Linked DNA regions of Mus musculus: region 1 is linked to region 2. Evidence: chromatin contacts called from public Hi-C data. All regions are on one chromosome and are shown on one strand. The core of a region is the stretch at or near the end of the contact, and the rest is flanking DNA. Distances in the headings are between cores, read along the strand shown. Region 1 has its middle 28 kb from the start of Gm39895. Region 2 overlaps Abtb2 (ankyrin repeat and BTB (POZ) domain containing 2).

Region 1 (6,770 bases), core at 1,123-3,622, 160 kb after region 2:
GGGTTCTATAAGAGAGCAGGCTGAGGCAAGCTAGTAAGGAACATCCCTCCATGGCCTCTGCATCAGCTCCTGCTCCCTGACCTGCTTGAGTTCCAGTCCTGACTTCTTTCAGTGATGAACAGCAATGTGGAAATGTAAGCTGAATAAACCCTTTCCTCCCCAACTTGCTTCTTGGTCATGATGTTTGTGCAGGAATAGAGACCCTGACTAAGACAGTACCTTAGAGTTATCCTACAGAGGAGTTCAGGAAATCATACTTTGAATCTAAGCCAGAAACCGCAGACCTAAAGTATTGATACAAACACACACTTCTGGTACATTATCAATCAAACGCAGCTTGCTAAAAGACATTCCCACCCCCTTTCCAAATTTCAGCATTCTGACAATCTTCAATTTTATGTGCCTAGTCACTTTTGGAAAATGTCCTCATCTTGCTGAGATAGGGGCGTACTGTATGTTTTACAATATGTTAGTCTAAGTATTTTTCAGGTGGAAATTATGATGTTTAAGGTTACTAGAAAGGCCGTTAATTTTATGATCACCAGAACTGGTCCCCTCATCTGTGTAATTAGTGTTTTGTTTAATTGGCTTCATCATGAATAGTCCCACAAAAGACACAAAATGTTATTTTTCTTTCATTACCTTAAACTACTTCCCATTCTCATTCCATGTTCCACTAAGAGGAAACACAGTGCTCCGCAGTAAACCTAAACATTGGAGACAGTCCAGATGGCCACGGGCAGACACAAGGCAGCCCACACTGCTCTGAGAACCAGAGACTGATATTAGCCTATTATGTTATGTACAGGTTATAGCACTATTGCAGAAGTATCAAGAATGCATCTCTAAGACGGTGTTGACTACCCATGCCACGTGGATGATGAACGAGAAAAGAAACAAACATCCTAGCTCTTAAGAAAGTAAATTGCTATGCATAGGGTATACAGAGGAACTTGTAGCCAAATACGTAGAGGGGCAGGATTATAGCCACGGGGGTCTCTCATTCATTTATCATATGGCCTGAGCAAAGGAGTTCAATGTCTCTGGGCCCTGGCTTTGTCCTCTGTTAAAGTGGAGACAATCACCTAACGTGTTATTATATTTTTTTCTTTTCAAGATGAGGTCTTGCTGTGTAGTCTAGGCTGATCTTGAACTCATGATTTCCCCCGTTGTAGCTACAGGGATATCCCACCACACTTAGCTCACACATCTTAATTTTATTGGGAAAACAAGTAAGACTGTGAACAACAAGCTGAACATCTGGTGAACATCTGTTGTTAATTACAGAGCTAGGTATGTGTGGCATTCCTGTGTGCTTTAGTTATGTTTATTGCTGTGATAAAACACCAAGACCAAAAGCAACTTGGTGAGAAAAGGATTTATTTAAAATCATATGTCCCAGTCCCAGTCCGTCATGGAAAGGAGTCTGGGCAGGAACTCAAGGCAGGAAACTGAAGCAAAAACAATGGAGGAATGCTGCTTACTGGCTTGCTCTCCATGGCTTGCTCAGCCTGCTTTCTCAATCCAGGACCACTTGCCCAGGAATGGCATGGCCCACAGTGGTTGGGACCTTTCTACATCAGTCATTCATTTAAGAAAGTGCCCTATGGATTTGCCTACAGGCCAATTTTATGGAAGCGTTTTCTCAATTAAGATTCCATTTCAGGCTGGAGAGATGGCTCAGAGGTTAAGAGCACTGACTGCTCTTCCAGAGGTCCTGGGTTCAATTCCCAGCAACCACATGCCCACTGACTGTGATTCCAGTTCCAGGGGATCCAACACCCCCACACAGACATATATGTGGGCAAAACATGGATGCACGTGCAATAAAAGTAAACATTTTTTAAAAGAGGTTTAATTTTCTAGGTTTGTGTCAAGGTAACAAAACCAAACAGCACACTTTGTATCCTTCATGACTATCTTAGTTACTTTTCTACTGCTGCAACAAAACACCACGACCAAGGCAATTTATAAGAGAAAACATTTAGTTTGTGGCTCATGGGTTTGGAGGGAGACTGGCAGGAAACAGGCAGTGCTGGTGCTGGAGCGGGAGCTGAGAGCCTACGTCTTTACCTGCAAGCAGGAGCCAGAGAGACACTGAGAATGATGTGGGTTTTTGAAACCTCAAAGCTTGTCCCCAGTGACACACCTCTTCCAATAAGACCACCCCTCCTAACCCTGCTCAAACAGCTCTACCAACTGGGGACTAAGTATTCAAACACATGAGCCTATAGGAGCCATTCTTATTGAAACCATCTCAACGACCAACCATCTGTGCCAGCCACCAGTGGGATGGCACAGACACACTATTCTGCCTGGCTTGCAATCTCTGCTCTGCAGTTTGGATTTCAGCATGGCTTCTGCCTGCCTCATCTTGGCAACCTGTTTGGCACTGGCTGTGGTTTCTGAGCCCAGCTCCCATCTGAGTCTGGGCTCAGCAGCTTTCCCAGTTATCAGCTTACTCACAGATTTGCTGGAGAGACACCTTTTCAGCCGTTCTGGGCTCCCAGCCTGTTTCCCAGGGAGGAAAACTCTGTCTGAAGTTGGTTAATCACCATGCATGAGAGGTCTGCTTCAACCACCAGGCCCCAGTATTTCCATAGAAAGAGAAACTCAGGTCACCGTAAGGAAAGGTTCCTCTTTGGTGAGTGAGGTCCTACATGCCAGGCAGCCAAAAACTACTGGGTTATCTAGAAAGTTGGATTGGGGGACGGGGGGATGGGAGCTGCAAAAGTTAAGAATACTTGTTACTCTTGCAGAGGAGCAAGGGTCTCAGCATCCATGTGACCATTAAAAAAGCCTGTGTAACTTCAGTTCTTGATGTTTCAGTGCCCTCTTCTGGCCTCCTCAGGTACTGCACACCAAGATGCACTTGGTGTACAGCACACACTTCTACCATTTTTTTTAAAGATTTATTTATTTATTATATGTAAGTACACTGTAGCTGTCTTCAGACACTCCAGAAGAGGGAGTGAGATCTTGTTACAGATGGTTGTGAGCCACCATGTGGTTGCTGGGATTTGAACTCCGGACCTTCAGAAGAGCAGTCGGGTGCTCTTACCCACTGAGCCATCTCACCAGCCCACTTATACCATTTTCACCTTAAAATTACATTTATTTATTTATTCATTTATTTGCTATTATACACACATGGACATGTGTACCACGATGCATGTGTAGAGGTCAGAAGATACCATGTATATTCAATTCTGTATTGAATTCGGGTCATCTAGCTAGGTGAAAGTGCTCTTTCCCGTTCTTGCTGGCCTCCTGAGCATTTTAAAGAAGTGTTTATGTAAAGGAAGAAAGAACACAGAGGAGGGCAAGGAGAGAAAAGAAATAGTACACAGAAATGGATCCGTGGAGAAATGAGGGCCTGGAACCCAGAACCCACCTTCCATTTCATCAGGAAGGCAGGTATGTGCAGGCTTGGCATTTTGTGTCAGTTATGAGAGTCCCCAAGTCCTTGGGACAGTGAAATTTGGTGATATTCACCCTTGAGGACAAGTCTTGGATTAAGGAGGGACCTCAGGGTCAAGTCAGATGCAGATTGGCATGAGGTGAACCAGAGGGAGATCTATAAGTTGAATTCCAGTCTTCCCTCTCCAACTGTAAACATATGGGTAAGCCAGGCTTGTGAGTGGGCTTCTGCCTTCTCTGCCAGGAGAGCGGTGGTGGTGGTGGTGGTGGTGGCATTCGTGGATATGTGTGTGTTTTTCAGATTTCCAGAGAAGTGCCGTTTAAACTAAATCTTGAAGGGATTGACTTGGGGCTGCTAAGGTGAGATTTTTGCTACCATCTCATTTTGTTTGAGTACAACTAGAGAGAAACAGGGCCGGGTGAACTACCTTGATAACCCGAGTTCAATTTCTGGGACCCAGAAGTGGAAGGAAAGAACCAACTCAGGTAAATTGTCTTCTGACCTCCATACTCATGCCCACACAACTCCACCCCCCACCCAAGTCAAAAGAAAAAAAAATAGAAACAGCTTAGAGGGTTTTTGTTTGTTTGTCTTTTTTTTTTATATGAAAGAGTAGAGAAGAAGAATAAATTGAGATACATTTTGTGACAGGGCTGGCTATTTTAAAATGTAACAAAAGTAAAGACTCAGAATAGCTATAACTAATTAAGTGCCTGCCCTGGATAGGAGGTTTTCTAAATCTGTAAATAAGAGTGTTGACGTAGAAATTGTTTTCTCCCTGCCATGCAATGAAAAGGGTTTTGGATCTGGATCTGAGTCCCGCGGATCTTTGGATGTAATAGGGTTGTGCAATATGCGCTTGTTTTCCTGTAAGCTGGACAGTGGTATCACTGAGTGTCAGGTGCTGTATCTATTTAGGTGGGGTTAAAGTTTGGATCTAGAATGTTCCCCTAGAGGCCCACAAGTTAAAGGCTCTCTCCTGGCCTTCATGCAATTGGGAAGGGGTGGAGACTTTGAAAGGAGAATCTAAGTGGGAGGCTTTCTCATCGCTGGGGCGTGGGGGAGAGCTGGGGTGGGGTGGGGGGAGCTGCGGGGAGGGAGCCTTTGAAGGGCTGAGGGATCCTGCCCTTCTCTGCTTTCTCGGCTGTGTTCCAGCCATGGGGTGACTGCTTTGTTCCTCACTAGACCTCAAAGCAAGACTCACAAAACACCGGCCGAAGCGTCCAAAATTAGAATCCAAAGTATGCATACCTTTTTCTCTTGTTAAATACATTTGTCTCAGGTGCTGACTGACTCATGGAATCAGAATTTGAATGCAGGCCCCTCCAACTCCAAAAGTCTCGTGGAAGCCATTCTGTACAAATCACGCGGACTCAGCTCTCGGATTAAGGATGTGGACTGCCGTGGCAGAGGAACTTGGATTTGAAGCACTCCGTTTATTAGTTATATTGTCTAGGGCTGTGTATTTAATGTCTAGAAGTCTGCTTCTCCACATGAAAATCAGGCATAATAATAGACGCTTAATCAAGGCGTGCTCTGAGGGTCACGTGACATCATATCCGAGCGACGCGGCCGAAGCAAATGGAAGATCAGTCTTTGTTATGACAATGTGCCAGTCTAGCCTCTGAAAGGGGCACTTGGGCATTTGTCTGAGCCAGTCAGTGCTAGCACTAGAAACATATATCCTGTCTTGGAAATGTCTCACATAATGGATTGTGTCCGCTTAACTCACACCGCACTGTGCTTCCAACTAGGCATCCGAAATGCTTGGGATGATGCTATTACCCAACTGCATGAGTGGATTTGATAGCTTTTCCAAAGGGCTGGTATTTCAGTTGAGCAACTGTAACTGCTTCGTGGCAGTAGAAAAGATTTATTTTTGGACCCTAATCAACCCTCAGACCATTTCTCAAACTCTAGCTCCATCTCCAGATGTCAAAGTCACGCAGTATTAACGTTTGGTCAAAGGTGCTGGTGGCATTTTGTGGATGTAATGAAGAACACATTGTCTAAGATTGCTTTGTGATGCCTTCTGCCCCGAGCCTAGCTCACTCTTTAAGACCCGGCTGGTAGGAAAGACCGACTGCAAGCTCACCTAGGAGGCAGCAAAAGAACAGAGAAGGTGCTCAACTGTGTGGAGCGTGGATTAGGGGACCGGCTGGCGTAGTGGGGGAAAGGTGGAAGAGTCACTCCTCCTCAGACCAGGAGGCCAGAGAAAAAGATCTCCCGTAATTAAAGAATTAAGCATAATGACGTCATTTTCCAATTTGGAGAATTGCTCATCCTCTAAAGAGGAACCAGAAACGGGGGTGAGAGGGCAGAGAAGCAGGAGGAATTTTCTACTAGGTGACCACTGCTGTCAGAGAGGTAAATAGATAAGGCAGTCATTTCTCTCTCTCCCTCTTTCTTTCCTTCCCTCTGTCTCTGTCCTTTTACAATTTTCTTCTTTTTCCTTTCCTTCTTTGTTGTTATTATTTTTAGTCAGGATCTCATTATATAACCCTAGCTGGCTTGAAACTCACTATGTAGATCAGGCTGGCTTATCTCTCACAGAGATCCATCTGCCTCTGCGTCCTTACTGAAAGGTGGGAGCCACTATACCCGGTGACAACAGTCTCCTCTTCTGTCCAATAAATTTAGTGGAGGGACCAATGGCTATAAAGAGTGTGAAATGAAAAATAAAGTTGTACTCCAAACCAAAGCGACAACAGCCACCCCAGCCTTTTAGGGAGGGAGGCACGCTTGCTATCCGCCAAGACTTTTCCTCCTCCTCTGTGCTTGGGGTCAAGGGCACATGAACAGAGCACATTTATGATTAACAGAGCACATTTACGTTGTTTGGCTACAGCAGGTAGGGAATGGCTTTGAGAGATACGTGAAGAGGTGGGAAAGTGTAGAATTATCTGCCCAACCAAGTAGAAGAGAAAAATAACTTGAGGGATTTCTAGTGGTCAGTGAGGGAGAGTAAGAGAGAGGTGGTCCAAGTGCTCTCTCTCTCTCTCATCACAGAGGTCAGGCCTTAAAGCACCAGGAGGGCCAGCTGTTATCAGTTTGTATTTATTATGTATGTCAACATGCAGAATAATTCTTGGCACATATGATAGTTATCATGGATGATCAATGTGATGGAATCTCGAAACACTAGGAAGATAAACGTCTGGTCTTGATTGTGAGGGACTCTGGAGATTAAAGCAGCCCCTGGGTGTGTCTATGAGAGATTAGCTACACTTGGGTAACTGATGGGTGATGTCCCATCTTAAATGTAGGTGGTACTACCCCATGAGCTGCGGTCCCCAATGAGTAGAAAGGACACACACAGTAAGCTGAGAACGGCATTCATCTCTCTCTG
Region 2 (6,699 bases), core at 1,069-3,568:
GGGCACCTGAGTTACATTAAGTATCGTTCAAAAGTTCATATCCCCCATAGCCAAGTGGGGGAAGAGGTTTGTTCTAGGCTTTGTCTGTAATTGCTGTAGTGCTACCCAGCACATACACACCTTTGACTTTGGGCTGGAGTGCACATGGAGTGCGAGTTTGGGGTCCTGGCTGGGGAGGCTCTTTCATTCACTGTGGTTTTCTTGTATCAAACCCTGTGCTGAGCTCTTCTGCCTTGTGCCTGTATCTCAGCCATCATGACAACTTTAAAGAGGGCTCTAGTGCCCTGTAACAAATGAAGAGACTGCAGGTCAGAGAGGAACAGCAGCTTGTCTGCAGAGGTGCCTAAATTTAAGATCATCATGTTCCTTCCCACAGTAACCCCTCCTGTAGACAGGACTGCTGCAGAAGCTGTTCATGGGCCTGCTCCTGCTGGCCAGCCCTAGCCTGGCCTGGCCTGAGGGCTGCTTGAATTTCTGTTTCCTGACGGTGCCCAAACCATACTATAGACATGAATTTTACAAACTTTGACCTAATTCAAAGATTCAGGTAGGAGCTTTTAGGATGCTGTGGTGTGCCCTGTGTAGGTACAGATTTTGTCTATAATGGTTCTTAGTTGAGTTGATTGTTCATAGGATTCTGATTCTCTTCCTGCCTTGTCCTTGATAATTTGGGGTTTTACTGGGCAACCTGAAGAGACAAAGGGAAAATCTAGGCATTGGCAGCAATGCCTACTTCACCACCTGAAGGTCAGCCTGCTTATGCAAGCACTATGCAGTGGCCAAATGCTAAGGCCCAGGCCCGGGCACCAGCCCTGGTCAGCTTTCTCCTCCTCAAGGGAGTCAGAGAATTTGTTCCAACAGTTGACAGATCTCAAGCGCTCAGTCCACTGCATTAGTCCATGTGTAGGAGGCCGAGCTTTGTCCTTTCTATGGCAGAGGTTCTCCACCTAACCACTTTGCTATCTCCAAAGAGTTTACATTATGACTCATAACAGTAAGCCAAATTACACTTAGGGAGTAGCAGTGAAAGTAATTTTATGGTTGGGGTCACCATAACATGAGAGTCTGTAAAGGGCCGCATCAGGAAGGTTGAGAATCACTGCCCCAGGGCAAGACCAGAGCAAGACCAGCCATAGCTGACCCCTTCACAATTCAGCCAGACCCACTGTGCTGTGTGTCACAGTCACACTCACACACCTCTTGGTCTCTCCTGTGCAGACCCGAGTGCTGCTTCAGTTCCTTCCGGAGGCTGGATGCTCGAGCTGCTACTGAACGCTTCAACCAGGACCTGGGCTTCCGCATGCTCAACTGTGGGAGAACAGACCTCATCAGCCAGGCCATCGAGGCCCTGGGCCCGGATGGGGTGAACACAATGGATGACCAGGTACCTTCTGCGGACTCTTCTAGGCCAGGCATAGAGAACTATGCTAGGGTGGGAGAAGCAGTCACAGTCCCTGTATCCTGAGCCTGACTGGGGCTTGCTCAGTCAGCTCTGGGCCTCAAGATCCTGACAGGTGGCCAGTCTGGGTCCCCCAAACCTCCTGGACAACTATGGTAGTGTGGGCTCTGTTTCCCTGGTTGGAAGGCCAGCAGCTATCCTAGATGAGGCCGGGCTGAGGAAGAATCCAGTGAAGGCTTGGACTGTAGACTCGGCAGCAAGCCGTGGGACATAATCACTGGCATGTGAACGGGACTGTGTGCCAGCCACTCACAAGCTCCAGAGAAACCAGGACTCGGGGTGACACTGGTAAAGCGAGAGTAAGAAGCAAGCACCTAAGCCTATCGACCACCTAAGGCCAAGTGCAGCTGGAGTCAACAGCACACGGCAGCTGTAGCAGGAGGATCAGGAGTTCAAGGCCAGCTTCAGCTACATAGTGAATTCAGGGCCAGTCTGGACTACAAAGTGAGCTCCTGTCACAATAAAACTGAACGCTAAGCATCTAGTTCATTGGTAGAGTATTTGCCTAACATGTGCAAGGCCCCTGGTTCAGTTTCCAGCACCAAAAGAAAGAGGAGGAGGAGGAAGAGGAAGAGGAAGAAGAAGAAGAGGAGGAGGAGGGCAAACACAGAAAACAAAGAAAGAGCACATTGATGAGAAGTACCAAGAAGCAAAATGAAGGGGAAGAGGGCAGGAAATACTGGGGTGAACCCTGATTTACAGAAGAAACTATGAAGGCGCCTGCACAGTCAGAAGACTGCAGCGCACACCCGCTGTGGAATGTTTGGGTGACTCTGTTTGATCAGTTACTATGTCCCAAATGATACTGTGTGGTTTGGAAGCCTATCCAAAAGCCTGGGGACAGCCAGGCTGCCATGGAGGGTCACGGCCCGTGTCTTACGCCATGACAGTGCAGCCCAGAGACTGGAGCAGCAGATGAAGCGTGAGGCCAGGAGTGCTTTGTGGGGCTGAAACTGAGCCTGAGGGAGGGTGGGGTTGGGTGCAGCAGAACAGGAAAGAGGGTGAGGCAGCTGCCAGCGAGTGTGGCCAGGCCAGGCTGAGGAGCCACAGAGCGAGGAGTGTCTGCACAGTGGAGAACCTCAGGCTGGTGTCGGTCGCATGCAGGCACAGATGCAAGGCCTCTGTGGGAGCCTTCTTCCCAGTGGGTGTTCGCTTCCTCGGGGCCTGCAGTGTTGAAGCCCAGGCACTTACAGTTCACACTGTTGAAGGCTTTAGTCTACCACATCACAGCTGAGGTATCTTGACAAGATACCCTGCCACCAAAGGGACCTTGCTTTCCTTTCCTCAGTGCCTGCGTGTAGAGCAGTTGGTGGGATCTTCCATCAATGGCAGTACATGTTCACTGTGGTTCCTGTTGATATGATTATTACTGCTGTTGTGTTACTGTCAAAACGATGATGGTTAGCCCTGAAATCTGGGCTTCAGCCCTCCATATGTGCCTAAGGGACAGCATAAAAATGTGGCTTCCTTTCTCCTGCTCAGAGCCTGGTGTATGCTCTGAGTGTATACAGATGTGTGGAGAAAAGCTCATTACATACCTGGTGTGTGTGTGTGTGTGTGTGTGTGTGTGTGTGTGTGGAGTGTGGAACAAAGCCAAGTTTCCATCATGCTGCCACTGGCTTCTCCGTAGCTGCTCAGCATTGTTGCTCTATGAACGCTGGTATTTAGAAACAGATGCATAGGTAAACAGGCTGCTCGCCCCATGATTAATCTCAAGCCATTTCCTTATCTCCAGGAACTAGACAAGGATTTATGAGCTGAGAAGATCTTCTCTCCACACAGATAACCTAATAAATAATATCACAGAGCACCAGACAAATGCTTGCCAGGATCCAGCTGTGGCGTGCACTTTACGCCGTTGCCTTTGCCGTCAGACTCCCAGTCAGGGAGACAACCCTGCTAGCTGCCCCTGTAGATACAGTGAGGGAGTAGACACCTCTTACAGTCTGCTCTGTACTGCTCATTAGCACAAGATATGGTCAGGCACATCTCCTCAGAGACACTGCTGAGCACAAGCTTCAACAACTCAGACCGGGGTTCCAGCCTAGGACCTTGGACAGTTAACTCCCCTTCTCTGTCCCATGCGCATACAATGAGGATAACAATAGAAGCCACACACACATAGTAATAGTACAGTGATTAAAGGGAACACTGCGTGTAAGTCACTTCCTATAGTGAATCCAGGCACTGTGTGCAGTGTAATGTGTTACTGTTAATTACCTCTCACTTGGGGTTGTAAGCTTATCATGTATGTACTGAGCACTGTGTATACTAATGCCCTTCTACTACCAACTGAGACACACATTGTTTCTATCTCTAAGATGAAGAAACTGAGGCCGAGAAGAGACATTGGGTCTGGGATCTGGCTGCACTGCTTGCCACGTAGGCCATATATTTCTCACCCCTATGCTGATGACTCTGATTAGCCTTCCAGTTCCTTGGCCCTGGGAGTTTAAGACACAGGACAGCTCCTGAGGAGCAGCTGGGCAGAGACCTGTGGGATGCGGGATGCTCTGTTCCATGCCTGACAATTTAGCATCTACCTTTGATTCACAGGGTATGACGCCGCTTATGTACGCCTGTGCTGCTGGGGACGAAGCCATGGTCCAGATGCTGATTGATGCTGGAGCTAACTTAGATATCCAGGTAAAAGGAAACCCCTGTCCTAGGCCCTAACCCAGGGAGAGGCTACTCCACGATCTCCAGCAGCCAGGCTGGGCGTGGTATTTAAACTCTGTCTAAAACAAGCCAAGAGTAAGAAAGATGGTGGTCAGAGCAAAGACCACTTTCCTCTGAATTTGGACTGAAGTGGGAGATGAGAAGAGAGAGTGGCCATAACTCTATTTTCATAGCTCTTGTCCTCTATTGATAGGCTAATCCCTAGTTGTCCCTGTCTCTGCCTCCTTCAGATGCATAAAGTGCTCCCCTTCTGTCTTCTCTTGCTCAGGAAGACATCACTTGTTGGCTTTGAACCTTGTCCACACAAATGCTCTCAGAAGACATTACCCAGCAAATGTAGATACACTTCTGTTAACTTCGCCACCCTTGCAATGTATCCCTTTAGCTAAAGTACCTGTGTCATCTGCTCTGGAAAGTCACCTTCCAGGAAATAGTGAGGATTTGTTGTATTTTAGGTTCCAAGCCACTCTCCCAGGCATCCGTCCGTCCACCCCGACAGCAGGCATTGGACCTCCCTGACATTTGCGGTGCTACATGGACACATCTCTGTGGTGCAGGTGAGCTTCCGAGGGTGCACCATGTGCCGCAGCTTCCAAAGTGGGCTTTCAAAGTGGATCCAGCCCCAGCCAGACACTGCTCCAGGCCAGGGTCCACCTGACTGGCAAAGCTCACCTGACTCACCTCAGGAGTGAAGTTAGTGTAGAGTTGGAAGAGGAGAGCCAGGCCTAGCCAGGGCGCTCTCCGGGTGAGTTCTGGAAGACTGGACTTCAGTCTGCTCCATTTCACATTTGCAACCCTCATCTAGCCAGGTGCTCTTCCCTCAGACCTGGCTCTGTGTCACAGTGTCCCTCCACTCCTGTCCCTCCCTGTCTCACAGTTCCTGAGGAAGGGCAGATGGCACAGCTCACATGTAAAGCTAAGCCTCGTTGTTGCCCACCTTGGGTTGGGCTGCTATGGCTGGCATCACAGTGAGGAGATGATGCTTCTAGAAGCAGAAGCTGTGGGCAGAAGAGGCACCAGTGACATGGCACTCAGTTGACGAGTCCTGCAGGACTCCACCGACCTGCACCCTGGAGTGGGCCTCACTCCCTCCCCCTCTTCTAGGACGCAAGGCCTCTGTGGGTAGTAAAATCGGGCCTGCCTGTGGTAGTCAGCGCCGCCTGGCGTGCAGCCAACCCTCTGTAGGTGGTTGTTGCCCAGTTGGCCACTGCACATAGTCTGCTTTGTAGTCACTGCCTTCCCAGGCCTGAGCAGAGTTACTGCCTCCGTCCAGGCTGGGCCTGTGGGCTGTGCCCTGCGCTGGCCTGGTGCCCAGTTTCATCCAACAGGCAAGTCTCCACCCCCACTGCCTCGTCCCAGCAGGGAGCACATCTGGTTTCTGACTGACAAGTCGCCAGCAGATACAGGCTTTCTCCGTGCCCCACCCCCTGCAGGGAAGCTTGGAACTCACCTGGGATTTTTTGTATCTGGTTGCCAGGGAGGGGTGGTCAGAGATTTGAGGTGTGTCTTCAGAAGCCTGGAAGTGTGCAAAGCAAGCCCCCTCAACAGCAGAATGCAGGCAGCACACTTGCCTCCTCTGACTCCTGGCAAAGCTGTCCTTGATGGAATGAGGCCTCTTGCACTCCTGGCTAGCCTGCGACAATCTGCTTCTCCCCACCCCTTGCCACCCCGGGTAGCCGCTGAGCCTCTCCAGTGAGGAGTCCCTCAGTGTGTTGGGCACCATATTGTTTAATCTCAGTAATGCTTCAAGGCAGGCCTCTCCCCCCACCTTGTAGCTAGGGAAGCCTAAAGTTCAAGCCATTCCAGTCAGTGGCCAGCACCGTAGCCCGTTCGTCTACACCTGCTGCTGCTCAGGGCCTTGTTTCCCTCTAGGGCAGTGGTTCTCAACCTTCCTAATGCTGGGACCCTTTAACACAGTTCCTCACGTTGTGGTGACCCCCAGCCATAAAGTTATTTTCATTGCTCCTTCATAACTGTAATTTTGCTGCTGTTACGGATCACAGTGTAAATATCTGTTGTGCAGGACATCTGGTAGACCCAAAGGTAGAGAAGTGCTGCTCTAGGTGACAGTTGATTGTAGGTGACACTCCCTGTTCTGCTTATCTGTGTGAGTTCTCCAGAAGGTCTCTGAAGCTGATTGGTGGGAAAGTATTGAGAAGAGAAAAATAGTTCCAAAGTGGCCACAGTTAGAGCATAGTGCATGGTGGGATGAAGGGGGAGATTGCAGAAGTGCAGATCCTGAGGGTACTAGGTGTCCTCAGACTCCAGTGCCTCAGCTGCCAGTGGGAGCTATTTCATGGTCACATGTTTGGAGAGACTTGTAAGTCCTACCCCCTAGAGTACTCCACCCCTCTCCAGGCACCCTGTTATGCTGAGTATGTCTTCTTCCTGTGCCTGACAGCTGCTACTTGATGCCGGTGCCCATGTGGAGGGCTCAGCTGTGAACAGTGGGGAGGACAGCTACGCCGAGACACCCCTGCAGCTGGCCTCTGCAGCCGGTAGGTACACTGCTTCCCTGTCTCTCATGTTCTCACATCATGATCACATTTTAGCCTTGTCAC

The links. Hi-C and Micro-C count contacts between places; a contact is called where the count stands out from the background.
Region 1: a contact with region 2 is called in a Hi-C map of liver, with 3 times the contacts expected there. The contact joins two enhancer-like sites. A contact is called at or near these places in 2 of 15 datasets of contacts at CTCF or cohesin (embryonic stem cells and large pre-B cells), 14 of 484 Hi-C or Micro-C datasets (the G1E-ER4 cell line, embryonic stem cells, extraembryonic endoderm stem cells and 4 more) and 1 of 115 datasets of contacts at active chromatin or transcription factors (embryonic stem cells).

What each region holds. Positions count from the first base shown.
Region 1 is chr2:103,863,164-103,869,933 of GRCm38.p6, forward strand. No RefSeq gene overlaps it. Among named protein-coding and RNA genes, the nearest start is that of Gm39895, 28 kb to the right of the region's middle. Within about 2 kb of position 2,373, at least 15 of the 459 cell types and tissues checked have an H3K27ac peak or open chromatin away from gene starts, as enhancers often do. A contact at or near this core is called in liver, where this site is marked.
Region 2 is chr2:103,701,038-103,707,736 of GRCm38.p6, forward strand. It overlaps Abtb2 (ankyrin repeat and BTB (POZ) domain containing 2), which reads left to right. Exons shown (of 17, transcript NM_178890.3): 5 at 1,219-1,384; 6 at 4,016-4,105; 7 at 4,594-4,695; 8 at 6,540-6,636. Among named protein-coding and RNA genes, the nearest start is that of Nat10, 57 kb to the right of the region's middle. Within about 2 kb of position 2,319, at least 39 of the 459 cell types and tissues checked have an H3K27ac peak or open chromatin away from gene starts, as enhancers often do. A contact at or near this core is called in liver, where this site is marked.